2 separate regions of the Mus musculus genome follow, and region 2 is linked to region 1. Evidence: chromatin contacts called from public promoter capture Hi-C data. All regions are on one chromosome and are shown on one strand. The core of a region is the stretch at or near the end of the contact, and the rest is flanking DNA. Distances in the headings are between cores, read along the strand shown.

What was found. Promoter capture Hi-C pulls out the DNA fragments that hold promoters and counts their contacts.
Region 2: a promoter capture Hi-C map of trophoblast stem cells shows a contact between it and region 1, with 2.1 times the contacts expected there. The contact joins the enhancer-like site here to the promoter of Tfe3 in region 1. A contact is called at or near these places in 13 of 39 promoter capture datasets (the 3T3-L1 cell line, 3T3-L1-derived adipocytes, embryonic stem cells and 8 more), 5 of 115 datasets of contacts at active chromatin or transcription factors (embryonic stem cells and epiblast stem cells) and 1 of 9 other capture datasets (liver).

Annotation. Positions count from the first base shown.
Region 1 is chrX:7,759,285-7,765,973 of GRCm38.p6, reverse strand. Tfe3 (transcription factor E3) reads right to left here and starts at 3,313. Exons shown (of 10, transcript NM_172472.3): 1 at 2,914-3,313; 2 at 354-467. The coding sequence starts at 3,029.
Region 2 is chrX:7,989,196-7,995,883 of GRCm38.p6, reverse strand. All of the region lies in intron 2 of Gm39488 (a long non-coding RNA gene), which reads right to left. Among named protein-coding and RNA genes, the nearest start is that of Gata1, 25 kb to the right of the region's middle. Within about 2 kb of position 3,178, at least 32 of the 459 cell types and tissues checked have an H3K27ac peak or open chromatin away from gene starts, as enhancers often do. A contact at or near this core is called in fetal liver and trophoblast stem cells, where this site is marked.

The DNA of each region.
Region 1 (6,689 bases), core at 2,064-4,563:
TTCCACCCACTAGTCTGGACGCTCTAGAGGCCCGGGAGGGTGGGTTTGTCAGGTACGAGGAGGGCTGAGCAGGGGCTGCATGGCCCTACCCACAGGAGGGCGGGCGTTTAGGAAGGCCACGCCTATCCAAGTAGTCAGGTTTGCGAGATCTGTACGTGAATTCTAGTAAGGGTAAGGCATGGCCAGAGACGCACTGACATGTCCACCTGCTGGCCTCCTCCATGCCTATAATTTCAGCACGGGGAAAATATAGGCTACGGAGGAGGGGAGAATGGGTTTGGGTGGGCTCCGAGGGTCCCTGGCCATGGAGTAAGGAGAAAGACTGGGAGCAGGATCAGTTCAGACAGTCGTACCTGGAGCGGAGGGATAGGGGTTGGCTTTTGAGCTCGTAGAAGCTGTCAGGATCGAGGATGTTTTCTAACTCGATATCAGCAACAATCCCGGATTCCGGAAGCAAAGAATTCAGGCTGAGGGTGGGAGGGAGGAAGGAGTGGTGATCAGTGACTGCCGGGAGCTCTAAATACCCTCCCTTCCCCAGACACTGAAGCGAAGCGGGCTCATATCCAGAAGGGCACTGCCTAGACCAAGTCCCAAATCTTTTGCCTCCCCCTACCCTATACTGCTTCCTACCCACAGGCCCTTGAAGGGTCGGAACAATAGAAAGGCCGGGACCCCAACTCCCTCGCTTGAACCATCACAACAACCAGGGATGGGGGGGGGGGGCGACACAAGAGGACTTTGAGAATAACAATTCACTTTGAATAAGGATTCCCGGCTGCTTTGCATTCAGAGTTCTCCCAGCCCCCACACCCCCTACTGTTTTGCCCATAGCTGAAAGTGAACCCATGTCCGTACACATGCACACAACAGAGGTACCCATCAGCCCAACACTCCATTGTAACACCAACTGAATGCATCACAAAGAGACCTGGGCTTCCAGGTTCACTTTGCATTAAGAGTTACCACTTTGCAAATGAGTTCTTCCAGCCCCAGGCAGAGTTCTTAGGCCGCTCCTTCCCAGCAAATACAAGAAGGGACTAGGAAAGGCTCCCCTCACTCCTCCAGGGAGCAGCTTCAAAAAACTGAGCGCACAAGCTGCCTTGCAGGACGAGCATCTTTCTTACTAGGAGAAACTACCCAACCTCCTCCTCCTCCTACTTTGTAGAGAGATCAAAACACACACCCGTTTTCAGTAACAGCATCCACCTGCACACAAAACAAGCCCTACCTCACATGAAGGAAGAGGGCTGCGGTCAATCTAGCCTACATACGGAGCCTGCATCTCAAGTCATAAAAACAAACAAACAAACAAACAAACCAACCAAAAAACCCATAGGAGCTAGGACTTGCACTAGAGCAGCAAAGCAATATCCATCCCTCCTTTCAACTGTGCCCATTACTGCGATGATCAAGGCTGTTATAAGCAATCCACGATAGTTGTGCTCAGTCCTCCCTGTTAGGGAGAAAGGACCCTAGTGTCCCGGCAAAACACGCACGAGGGTGAATATACATCCTTACTAGATGAGGATAGCTCCGTGGTACAGCTCTTGTCTAGCAAGTGCGAAGCCCTGGGTTCCACCCACCGCATCCCCAAATAATATGCACCCTTGAATTCAGTCAAGTTTAGAATCCACTAAGCTTGTGACTCCGCTCAGTACAAAGTCTTTCCCCTCCCCAGCGATGGTCTTCCTTCCTCTCCTTGCGCAGATGGGGCTCTAAAGCCACCCAGGAAGTCGGGAAGAGGAAGCTCCGAGAGTAGCTGAGTTCAGCACAATCCCAGGCAGAGAGGAGGCAGCCCCCCTCCCATACTCACACACACCACTGCACGTTAAGTTGAAAAAGGTGGGGGCTGGAGAGGGCAGGGCTATGGACAAGGAAGGCCTGGAGCTTCAAAGCAAGGCTGATGGAGGTGAGAGGAGCCGAAAAGGAGAGACTGAGGACCCACCCAGACGGGAATGGTGCAATCGGTACTCACTCCAGCTCTAGAGACTGATTCAAGATTACACCCGGGAACTGAGAGACCGGCTGGGAGGGCGAAATAAAAGGAAGAGGGGGTGTGTGGGTAGGGAGTGGGCAGGGCCGGCTTGGCTGCAAGGCTAGGGCGAGTGGCAACAGAAACAAGACCCTCCTCTGGGCTTCCATATAAGGCTCTAGGCCTCCCCCCAACCCCCCACGCCTAAAAAGTGAACTGTATCTTTCCAGTGTGCCCTGCCGCATCACATTTTATCACCCATTGGATAAGACAAGAGGGGTTTCCACTATCTCGGCCTTTCTGTACAGACGCCAGCTGAGCGGGGTAGCAACAGTGAACCGATTGGGCCCAGCAAGTTGCTTCGCTCAATTATTCACACACACTCCCGGCAGATCGGAGACCTCCCCCTAACTCCTTTAGACTCGTGCTATTCCCAAAAACACAGCACCGGCTACTGGGAATCACTAGGTGCCCCAAATAACACCTCTGCCTCCCTGAATTTTCCCCCCACACACACTAAAAGGGGGAGGGGGGAAACCCCAGGATTTCCTTAAAATCAGTGCCTCACCTGACAGTATGTATGCCCTCACATTCATCCCTCCGCGACCGAGTCAACAATCCCCAATTCAGCTTTTAATCAGTTTCCAAGTTCAACTACAGCAAACCAGTTTCTGTATACTCCACGATCTGCCCCGCTAGACCCAGCAAAGACACCCCCCCAAATATGACTCTGCCCTCCTCACGCACTCCCACTACTCCTGTAAGCGTCTATCCAAGCAGATCAGTACCAGATTTCTGAGGCGCCCACCCAAGATGGGCACTCCGACGTCCTTCAAGCCTAGGCCAAGAGTCTCCAACCCCAGTCGAGGACCCCCCGTGTCCTGAGATGAGTCCCCGGGGAACCTCAGTTGTCACTCCCGGCCCCAGAGGTGGCCCCGCACCTGAGCAGCTGGGCCGACTCAGCTGGCCTGCGCTCTTCCAATAGCAGGAACACGGCTCGAGGGCCCTCCGCGCTGGCCTCTACGGCGTCCCGAGCTGGCTCGGCTGCATGAGACATGACGCCCGGCTCCGGGCGAGCCCTGCCAGGCCGGTCGGGCCTTGGCCCGGTCCCCCTAACAAAATAAGAGTCCCCCTCCCCCTGTTTGCCGCTGCCTCCTCCGTTAAGCCATGGAGCTAGCACTGCGTGGGCGGGCGGCGTCGGGAAGATGGGATGGGCCGTGAGTCATCACCCGCCCTGAACGGACCGACACCCCCCAACCTAACCCCGAACGACCGCTCGCCTCCCTCTCGTCCTCTTCCCCCTCCTCCTTGGGCTGGGGAAACTCCACAGGAAGTGACCACACTGGGGATGGAAGTCTGGTTGGGCCATACCTCCTGAGCAAGGCAGCCAGTTGCAGCCGGGAGATTGGAGAGCCCGCCCTAAGCCACGACTTCGAGCGGTAGGGAACACCGGCTTCGGCCCGCCCTTCGGAAAAGGGCCTTTAGGCCACGCCCCGGGAGGCGGAAGCAAATAGGAGAGGAGTGATTTGGTTGAGCCACGCCTTCATTTTTACGTAGCTTCCTGAGCCACACCCCCTCCCTCAAATTATCCACACCATCCTCATGCCCCCCAGCCCCAATCCCCATCCCCAGCAAGATATTAAGCTGAGTCTTGGGTTTTCTGCACCTGCGTGGAAAGTCTCCATGCCAAGGTTTTTTTTTTTTTTTTTTTTTTTTTTTAGCGGAACCATGCCGGCTCTTAGCCCTGGATCTTCCCAGCCCGCACCCCAACTTCTTGGTACCCATGTCTTCTCAAGCCACTTTGAGTGAGGCACCGACATTCCTTAAAGGTGGTGCTGAAACCCTGCCCTTTTGGTACCCACAGTCCAGCCACGGAGCTGGTCTTCCAGAAAGAGCTCAGCCTTTTTTGTTGTTATCTAAAGTATTTGTTGTACTATGATCGTTGTACTACGCAATAGACGGTCAATGAAGCTTTTGACAGATGGATGAATGAGTGGACGGATGGTAATTAGATCTGGTTTCCAGAGAATGACTTCTATAATCAAAATGAACTATTTGAATAATGCAGAAGACCTGCTCCACTCTGCGCCTCCACGTTCCTGCCCTGGCAAATGGGGCCATAAACTGTGTTGGCAAAGTTATGAGGATAAGAGATATATAAATAAGGAAAAAGGCAGGCAAGCTGTTTTGCATACAAGAAATTTCCCAACCTTAATCGATTTGCTCACTTGTTTGCTTGATCAATCATTTAGGAGGAGCCTGTGTGCGGCAGATAAATGCAGGGTGACGCAGACACAGAAGTTCCACTGACACCAACAGGTACACGTAGTTCATAAAACACCAGAGCCCACCACTTCTCCCATCCTACTTCCCAGCATCCTGAGACCATCAGTTGGAGCAGGAGAAAATTTATGACAGCGGGTGTGGGAGTATGGTGGGACAACTCTGTCATCACAGGAGGAGGGACATGAACAGCAGAGAATTTGTTGGTCCAGATCATCCTTAGCTACACAGTGAGTTGCAGAATGGTCTGAGATACGAGTACTCCTGGAAGAAAAAGCAAGGATGCAGGCTGATGAGATGGCTCAGCGGGTAAGAGCACCCGACTGCTCTTCCGAAGGTCCTGAGTTCAAATCCCAGCAACCACATGGTGGCTTACAACCATCCGTAGTGAGATCTGACTCCCTCTTCTGGGGTGTCTGAAGACAGCTATGGTGTACTTACATAGAATAAATAAATAAATAAATAAATAAATAAATAAATAAATAAATAAATAAAAGCAAGGATGCTCACTGGGCTTGCACTAGAGCTAATCTCACTCCCTTGGCTTTGTAAATATGCACATTTCTGCACAGACATGACCACCTCACAATGGGGACCCTTTACAGAAGAAAGGTTATAGTTTTAAGTTACTTTTGAAGGCTTCAAGACAGGAGCTACTTTTGTAGTTCCCGCTGGCCTGGAACTCACTACAGAAAACCACATTGGCCTTGATTTCTCAGAAATCTCCCCTCTTCTAAACCCCCAACCCCCAGAGAAGGGATTGAAGGCCATCCACCCCCAACACTACTCCAGGCTACTATTTTTTTTAAGATTTATTTATTTATTTTATTTATATGAGTACACTGCAGCTGTCTTCAGATACCTGAGAAGAAGGCATCGGGTCCCATTACAGATGGTTGTGAGCCACCATGTGGTTGCTGGGATTTGAACTCAGGACCTCTGGAAGAGCAATCAGTGCCCTTAACTGCCGAGCCACCTCTCCAGTCCGTATTTTTTTTTTAATATTTATGTATCCATCTATTTTTCTAGGGTATGTGTGTGTGTGCCTGCCTGTATGTATGTGTACCACATGCATGTAAGAGCCTGCGGAGGTCAGAAGAGGGCACTGGGTACCCTGAAACTGGAGTTGCAGATGACTGTAAGTCTGCATGTGGACACTGGGGATCAGAACCTGGGTCCTCTAGGAGAGCAAATGCTGTTATCCTCTGATTGGTTTCTCTTTTTTTTTTTTTTTTGGTTTTTCGAGACAGGGTTTCTCTGTATAGCCCTGGCTGTCCTGGAACTCACTCTGTAGACCAGGCTGGCCTCAAACTCAGAAATCCACCTGCCTCTGCCTCCGGAGTGCTGGGATTAAAGGCGTGTGCCACCACGCCCGGCTCTCTGATTGGTTTCTCAATCCTTTATGATGATGATGATGATGATGATGATGACGATGACGATGATGATGATGATGTTAGATACATTTTATGTGTATTAGTGTTTCCCCTGCACATGGGTATGTGTGCCCTGTCCATGCCTGGTCCTAGAATCTAGGTCCTCTGGAAGAGCAGAGGCTAATGTTCTTAACCATTGAGGCATCTTCTCTAGCCCCAAGAAGAGACATTGTAAAAAAAAAAAAAAGGGGGACAGGGTTCTCTGTGTAGCCCTGATTGTCCTGGAACTCACTTTGTAGACCAGGCTGGCCTCAAACTCAGAGATCCACCTGCCTCTGCCTCCCGAGGGCTGGGATTAAAGGTGTGCGCCACCATGCCTGGCAACTATTGTAAGATTGTTTAAAATTCCTTTTTAAACATTTTTTTTCTTAAGATTTTCACATAGTTTGAGAATTTTTCTTTTTATTTTGATACTTTGAAGCATTCTAACCGAATGTTCTATGGGTAAAATCCTTAAGCCAGGCAGAGTCATGTATGTCTGTAATCCCGGCTCAGGAGGATAAGGTAGAAGGAACACAATTTGAGGTCAGCCAGGTTCATAGCAGTATCCTGTTTCAAAAATAAAATAGAAGGAGCTGGAGAGCTGCCTTGGCAGGTAAGATTACGTGTTGCTCTTGTAAAGGTCCTGGATTCAGTTCCCAGAATCCACATGGTGGCTCACTACCATTTGTAATTCTGGTTCCAAGAGATCTGTCTTCCAGCCTCAGTGGACATTAGGCACAGGTGGCACACATACATATACAAAGGCAAAACACTCTTACACATAAAATAAAATTAATAATAAAAATTAAAGAGGACATCTCTTTTCCTTCCTTAAATATATTACAATACAATGTGGTATGTGTGTGGGGGGAGAAGTTGAGACAAAATCACACTACATAGCTCTGGCTGTCCTAGAACTTGTCCTGGACAAGTGGAAAGTGTGCACTCCTGCGGCTTTCCACTCTGCTCTCTCACACCATTCAGAATCCTGTTCGGGGATAAATCTCACATCTCACATA
Region 2 (6,688 bases), core at 1,929-4,428, 230 kb before region 1:
CTTTTAATCCCAGCACTCAGGAGGCAGAGGCAGGCAGATTTCTGAGTTCGAGGCCAGCCTGGTCCACAAAGTGAGTTCCAGGAAAAACAAAACAAAACAAAAAAACCCTGAGACTGCTAGAAGACAACAGTACCCTCCCCACAGTATATTGTACAATACAGGTGTAGGACCTTCTCAATATGATGCCATTTGCCCAAGAATTATGGACAAGTGGAACCTCAAAAACTTCTACACAGCTAAAGAAATAACCAGATGAAGAGGAAGCCCACATAATGGGAGAGAATCTTTGCCATCTAACAGAAAATTAATATCCAAGATATATAAAGAACTAAAAAAAACCCAACAAAATAAAAAAAAAAAAACCAAGGAATCAAAAAGAAAACAAAACAAAATAGATGACCCATTCAAAAAACAGGCTTTGGATCTAAACAAAATTCTCAAAAGAATTAAAAATATCTAAGAAACATCACAAAAAATGTTCATCATCTCTGGTGAGTAGAGAAATACAAATAAAAATAATTTTGTGATTTCATTTTACCCCAGGCAGGATAGAAAGACCAATAAAATAACTAAAAAAGATGCTTTTTAAAATAAATAACTTATTTTTTTTATGTGCATTGGTGTTTTGCCTGCTTGTATGTCTGTGTGAGGGTGTCAGAAGCCCTGAACCTGAAGTTATGACAGTTGTGAGCTGCCATGTGGATGCTGGGAATTAAACTCAGGTCCTCTGGAAGAGCAGTCAGCACTTTTAACTGCTGAGCTATCTCTCTAACTGCCCCCCCCCGACTCCTTGCCAAAAGATTTCTAAATTGCAAAACTAAAGAAAAAGAACTTCTCCAAACAGGGGCTAGGGAGATAGTTAAACACCTCCTGCACAAGCATGAGGGCCTAGGTTCAAATCCCCAGAGAGCACAGAAAGCCAAGCATGGTAGCAGGGATCTGTAGTCCCAGTGTTCCCGCAGCAAGACGGTCACAAGCTCATGCCTAGGCTAACCTAGCATACACAACAGCCTGTCTTGAACAAGGTAGAAGGCAAGGATTCACATGGGGGCTGTCTTTTGAATTTTACATACATATATATGTGCCCATACTCACATGAAAATGTACAGACTTACCACACACACTACACACAGACACACAGAGACAGACAGACAGACAGACAGACAGACACACACACACAGTCTTGGTTACTGTCCTACTGCTATGAAGAGACACCATGACCATGATGGTTTGAGTATGCTTGGCCCAGGGAATGACATTATTAGAAGGTGTAGCCTTGTTGGAGTAGATGTGTCACTGTGGGAGTTGGCTTAAGACCCTCATCCTAGCTGCCTGGAAGCCAGTATTCTCTTAGCAGCCTTCAGATGAAGATGTAGAACTCTCAGCTCCTCCTGCACCATGCCTGCCTGGAAGCTGTCATGCTCCCACCATGATGATAATGGACTGAACCTCTGAACCTGTAAGGCAGTCCCAATTAAATGTTGTCACTATAAGAGTTGCCTTGGTCATGGTGTCTGATCACAGCAATGAAACCCTAAGATAATGACCAAGACAATTATAAAAGAAAGTATTTAATCAGGGGCCTGCCTATAGTTTCAGAGGCTGAGTCCATTATCATTGTGGAAGCATAGCAGAAGGCAGACAGGAGTTGGGGCACTATCTGAGACCTTGATATCCTGATCCATAAGGCAAAAAGAGACACATGAGCTTTTGAAGCTTCAAAGCCCAGCCCAGCCCCAGTTGACACAGGTCCTCCAACAAGGCTACTCCTCCTAATCCTTCTCAAATAGTGCCCTACCCCTTGATGGCTAAGTATTCAAATAGATGAGCCTATGGGCCATTCTTTTTTTTTTTTTTTTTTTTTTTTTTTAGTTTTCAAGACAGGGTTTCTCTGTATAGCCCTGGCTGTCCTAGAACTCAAACTGTAGGTAGACCAGGCTGGCCTGAATTCAGGAATCAGCCTGCCTCTGCCTCCTGAGTACTGGGATTAAAGGTGTGCACCACCACTGCCTGGCTGGGCCATTGTTATTCAAACCACCGTGTGTGTGTGTGTGTGTGTGTGTGTGTGTGTGTGTGTCCACTGAGGCCAGACAAGAGAGGTTGAGGTCGATTCCCTGGAACTGGAGTGACAGGCCACCTTATGTGGGTGCTGGGAACTAAAGTCAGGTCCTCTATAAGAGCAGTAAGTGCCTCTTAGTGGCGGAGTCTTCCCTCCAGCAGCCACACTGTCCACCCGCACGTTAACTTTCACACACTTTTTAAAGACAGGGTCTTCTCTGTGTGGCCCTGCCTGTCCTGGAACGAACGAACCTTGGAGCCAAGTCTTATCTGTAACTTGCAGATATCTGCCTGTGTCTGCAATGTAGAGTTCTGAGATTAAAGGCTCGCACCACCATGCCTGCACAGCCTGCATGCATTTCCCTAACTACTGTGGGCCACCTCTGCCTCTTGAGGCCTGGCACATTCAGTAAAGTGACAGTAAAGCGATGGAGGGAGGAGCAAGAGAGCCCAGCCTTCAGAGCACTATTTGTGCGGAAGTCTCTGGTTCAGTTCCCAGCATCTACATAGTGGCTCCCAACCATCCTTAACTCCAGTTCCAGGGATCCGACACTCTCTTCTGGCCTCCATGGCACCCAGCCAAAGCACTCAGACACATTAAAAAAGCCGAGCTGGGTGGTGGTGGTGGCTCAGGCCTTTAAGCCCCACCCCCACCCCACCCCCATTCAGGAGACAGAGGCAAGAGGAACTCTGAGCTCAAGGCCAGCCTGGTTTACAGAATGAGTTCCAGGTCAGCCAGGGGGTGTTATACAGAGTAGCCCTGTCTTGGAAAAACAAAACAAACAAACAAACAAACAAACAAACAAAAACCCTGATAATAACAATTCTTAAAAAAAGAAACCAGTGGGCTGATCACTGATGGTCCTGTGTGAAACTGGCCTGGTATCTCTTAGCACTCACTCCTCTCTTAGCTCCTCCCTCCTGTCTCCCTGAGCCCGCCTCCTTCCCTGCAGTTCACATGCTCTCCGTTCTCTGCTTGCTCCTTCTTCCTGTCTGGCTTTATTTCATTTCTACTGTCTTTAAGTTGGAAGATCGAAGTGTTAAATGAGTGTTGTGCCTCAGCAGTTGCCATGGGTTGTGAGACACCATCCACAGCCAGCTGCCCGGGGCCTTTTCTTCTGCTGAGGACTGAGCTGTCACCTGCCCTCTCCTTTCTGCTCATCCCTCTCCCTTCTCCCATGTCTCTCCCTTCTCTAACTAGCCTCTAGTGACAGTTCACATTGGGGAAACAGGACTTTGCCCCTCCTCGCAATCTGGGCGACAAATAGACCATGAAGTCTCCATAGCTACACCACGGTCAAGTTGAGAGGCCCAGAAGGTCCTTGAGAGGCCAGGCCATCCTGGGTGAAAATCATGGCAAACAAGTGATTCATGCGTCCTGCCATGTGGAAGGGGTTTTTAGAAGTCTCCTGGATGACTGGGCTTCATTATGCACCCTCTGGGTTTTTTTCCTGTGATCCCCTTCTCAGGCAACCCAGGTGAGAAAGAACTCCAGTTGCTCCCCTTGCTGCCTCTGGCTACACAGCCTGGAGAATGCTCTCCCCTCCCTTGTCTTTCTAGGACACACTTTGCTGTGTTAGGAGCTGGATTTCTTGCACATTAGAGCTCACATTGGTTCCTGAAGGCCCATCCCTTCATCTAATAAGCTACCCACAGCCTGTTGTGTCGGATTCTCTTTACAGTTACATGAGACAAGAGAGCTCATGTTCGAGGACGCGCTCATTCCTGGACTTTATAGCATTCTTCTGTATGATAATGCATTGTACACTAGCAAAGTTACGAAGACTATAACCATGTCAGGCCCTGGAAACATTCCAAAGAAGTAATGCAAAGCCCAAGAAATCACTCAGGAAAAAGAAGGGTACAATCTCCTCCTAGTTTAGGCATACGGATGAAGCTTTAAAAAGACACCAATATAGACCCCAACTCAGCAGACAAGAAAGGCCTCGTTACTGTGGATTCTACTGCCTAACAACAGGCTGCAAACATCAGAAGAAAATTACAAATTAGGACAGGGCATTAAACTTCTAGAGGAAGCCTGGTTAATGAACTCTTTAGAGTATTTACTAATAAAGGCAAGACAGAGGAAGCTAACCAAGATAAAAGGTTGGCTAAAACATTCCCGGCTTTATCTTCCTTAATCTATGTGTGTCTCAAAGTTATCCCACCAAAAAGCCTTCACTAAAGCTTAGAAATTGCCTACAGTCTCTGAGGCCCAATCAGTGCACCTTTTGTTCCATGGAGGGTTATTAGCAATGGGAATGCCCTGACCTTTCCAGTCAGGTGCAACCACAGGGCAACCTGAACCAAAGGCCCCTCGTGGCCTCATGGTGAGATGATCTGCAACGCAATAATGGGGCTGGAGCATCGCACCATCCCAGGAATTGAAGTTGACATCACATATAAAGAGCCTTGCTCATCCTAAAGGCAACACGGAGAAAGGTAATTCTTTTAAACAGGGGATGAAGATAGAGGCTCTCTCCGTCTAGAATTGTCATTTTCCTCTTTTGTTAAAAACCAAACTAAACCACAACAACAACAAAAATCAAGCCAGCATGGTGGTGCATAGGTTTAATCCTAGCCCTCTGGAGTCAGAGGCAGGTGTTCGAGGCCAGCCTGATCTACCAAGCAAGTTCCAGGACAGCCAGAGCAACAGAGGGAAGTCCCAGCCAGTGTGGGTCTGCACATCCCTGCCCACCCCCAGACTGCATTCTTTTTTTTTCTTTTTTTTATTTTTTTGGTTTTTCGAGACAGGGTTTCTCTGTGTAGCCCTGGCTGTCCTGGAACTCACTTTGTAGACCAGGCTGGCCTCGAACTCAGAAATCCGCCTGCCTCTGCCTCCCGAGTGCTGGGATTGAAGGCGTGTGCCACCACGCCCGGCACCAGACTGCATTCTCATCAGGGTTTCTTGTGTCCTTCCGCTGTGGCAGTGACGACTGTGCCTAGCCGGGGCTGCCATAGCTCCTAGGTATTTTCTACAGGACCACCTGCGTGGGCAGCCAAACCAGCTTCACAGTATCAATAGAGCAGTTCTTTGAAGAAAAAAAAAAAAAAAGAAAAGAAAAGAAAGAAAAATCAAAACAACAAAACAAATACAAAGAAAAGCAAACAAACAAAAATTCCATGTACTCCAAGTGGTTCTCTCTGCTACTGCAAGTTAATATACAGTCATCATTCAAGGGGGGGGAAGGTCATTTTAAAGCCAAGCTGCTAGTAGTAGGTATAGCTGCTTCACCGTAAGTTACACACAATTTACAGTGTAAATCTGTAAGTTTCCCTTCGGGTAGTTCATGCTATATGGTAGTATCTTTGAAGTTGTTTGTAGGTGTGTATGGGTACTATATGTATGTGTGCTGTATACATGCGAGCATGCACACTTACGAGTCTGTATGCATGTATGCGCATGCTGGAGGAAGACACTCAATTGCCTTCTTGCCTTGAGACAGGATCTCTCCCTGACATTTTGGCTCGGCTGATTGATTGAACAGACTCCGAGGCTCCACCTGTCTCCATCTTGCAGCACGGAGGATACAGCCGTGCACAGACAAACACAGACATGCACATCTGTCGGTGTGGAGATTTGAACTCAGGCCCTCTTGCTTGTACAGCAAGTAGTCTCACCCACTAATCCATCTCCCAGCCTTGAACTCCTGATCCTTCTGCCTCTACTTCCAAAGTGCTGGAATTCCAGGAGTGCACTACCACATCCAGTTGCCTTTCGGTTTGCGAGACTTAAGTTGTTGGGGTTTTGTTTTGTTTTGTTGGGTTTTTTGTTTGTTTTTTTTCGAGACAGGGTTTCTCTGTATAGCCCTGGCTGTCCTGGAACTCACTCTGTAGACCAGGCTGGCCTCGAACTCAGAAATTCACCTGCCTCTGCCTTCCAAGTGCTGGGATTTTTTTCTTTTCTTTTTTTTTTTCTCCTTTTTTTTTCTTTTCTTATTTTACTAGATATTTTCTTTATATACATTTAAAATGCTATCCCAAAAGTTCCCTCCACCCTCCTCCCCTATCTGCCCACTCCCGCTTCTTGGCACTGGCATTCCCCTGTACTGGGGCATATAAAATTTGCAATACCAAGGGGCCTCTCTTCCCAATGATGGCCGACTAGGCCATCTTCTGCTACATATGTTACACAGTAAGGTTTTTTTTAAAGATTTGATCCTCTTTTAGAGACATTTACAAAAGGTTGGCTTGAATCAAACAAAGATTCAAGCTGGACACGATGGCCATCTTTAATTCCAGCCCTCAGGAGTCAGAGGCAGGCACATCTCTTGAGTTCAAAGTCAGCCTGGTCTACAGAGCAAATTCCAGGACAGCCACGGCTACAAAAAGATATTCTGTCTCAAAATAAATTTTTTTAAAAAAAAGTATATATACAAAGGTTTTTAGCTGGGTGCAGTGCTGGATATCTACAGGCCCAGTCTCAGTACTGAGGCTGAAGCAGGAAGGCTGCACAGTTGAGGTCAGCCTGGTATACAGCCGAAACCCTCGTCTCAAAAAACTAACATGATTTTGTGTTTTGTCAAGATAATTGCTTGTTTCAGGTTGCTCTGCCTGATTAGTTTTCTTGTGTTTGTGGTGGGTTTTGGTATTTGTTTGTTTATTTGTTTTTGAGACCAGGTTTCTCTGT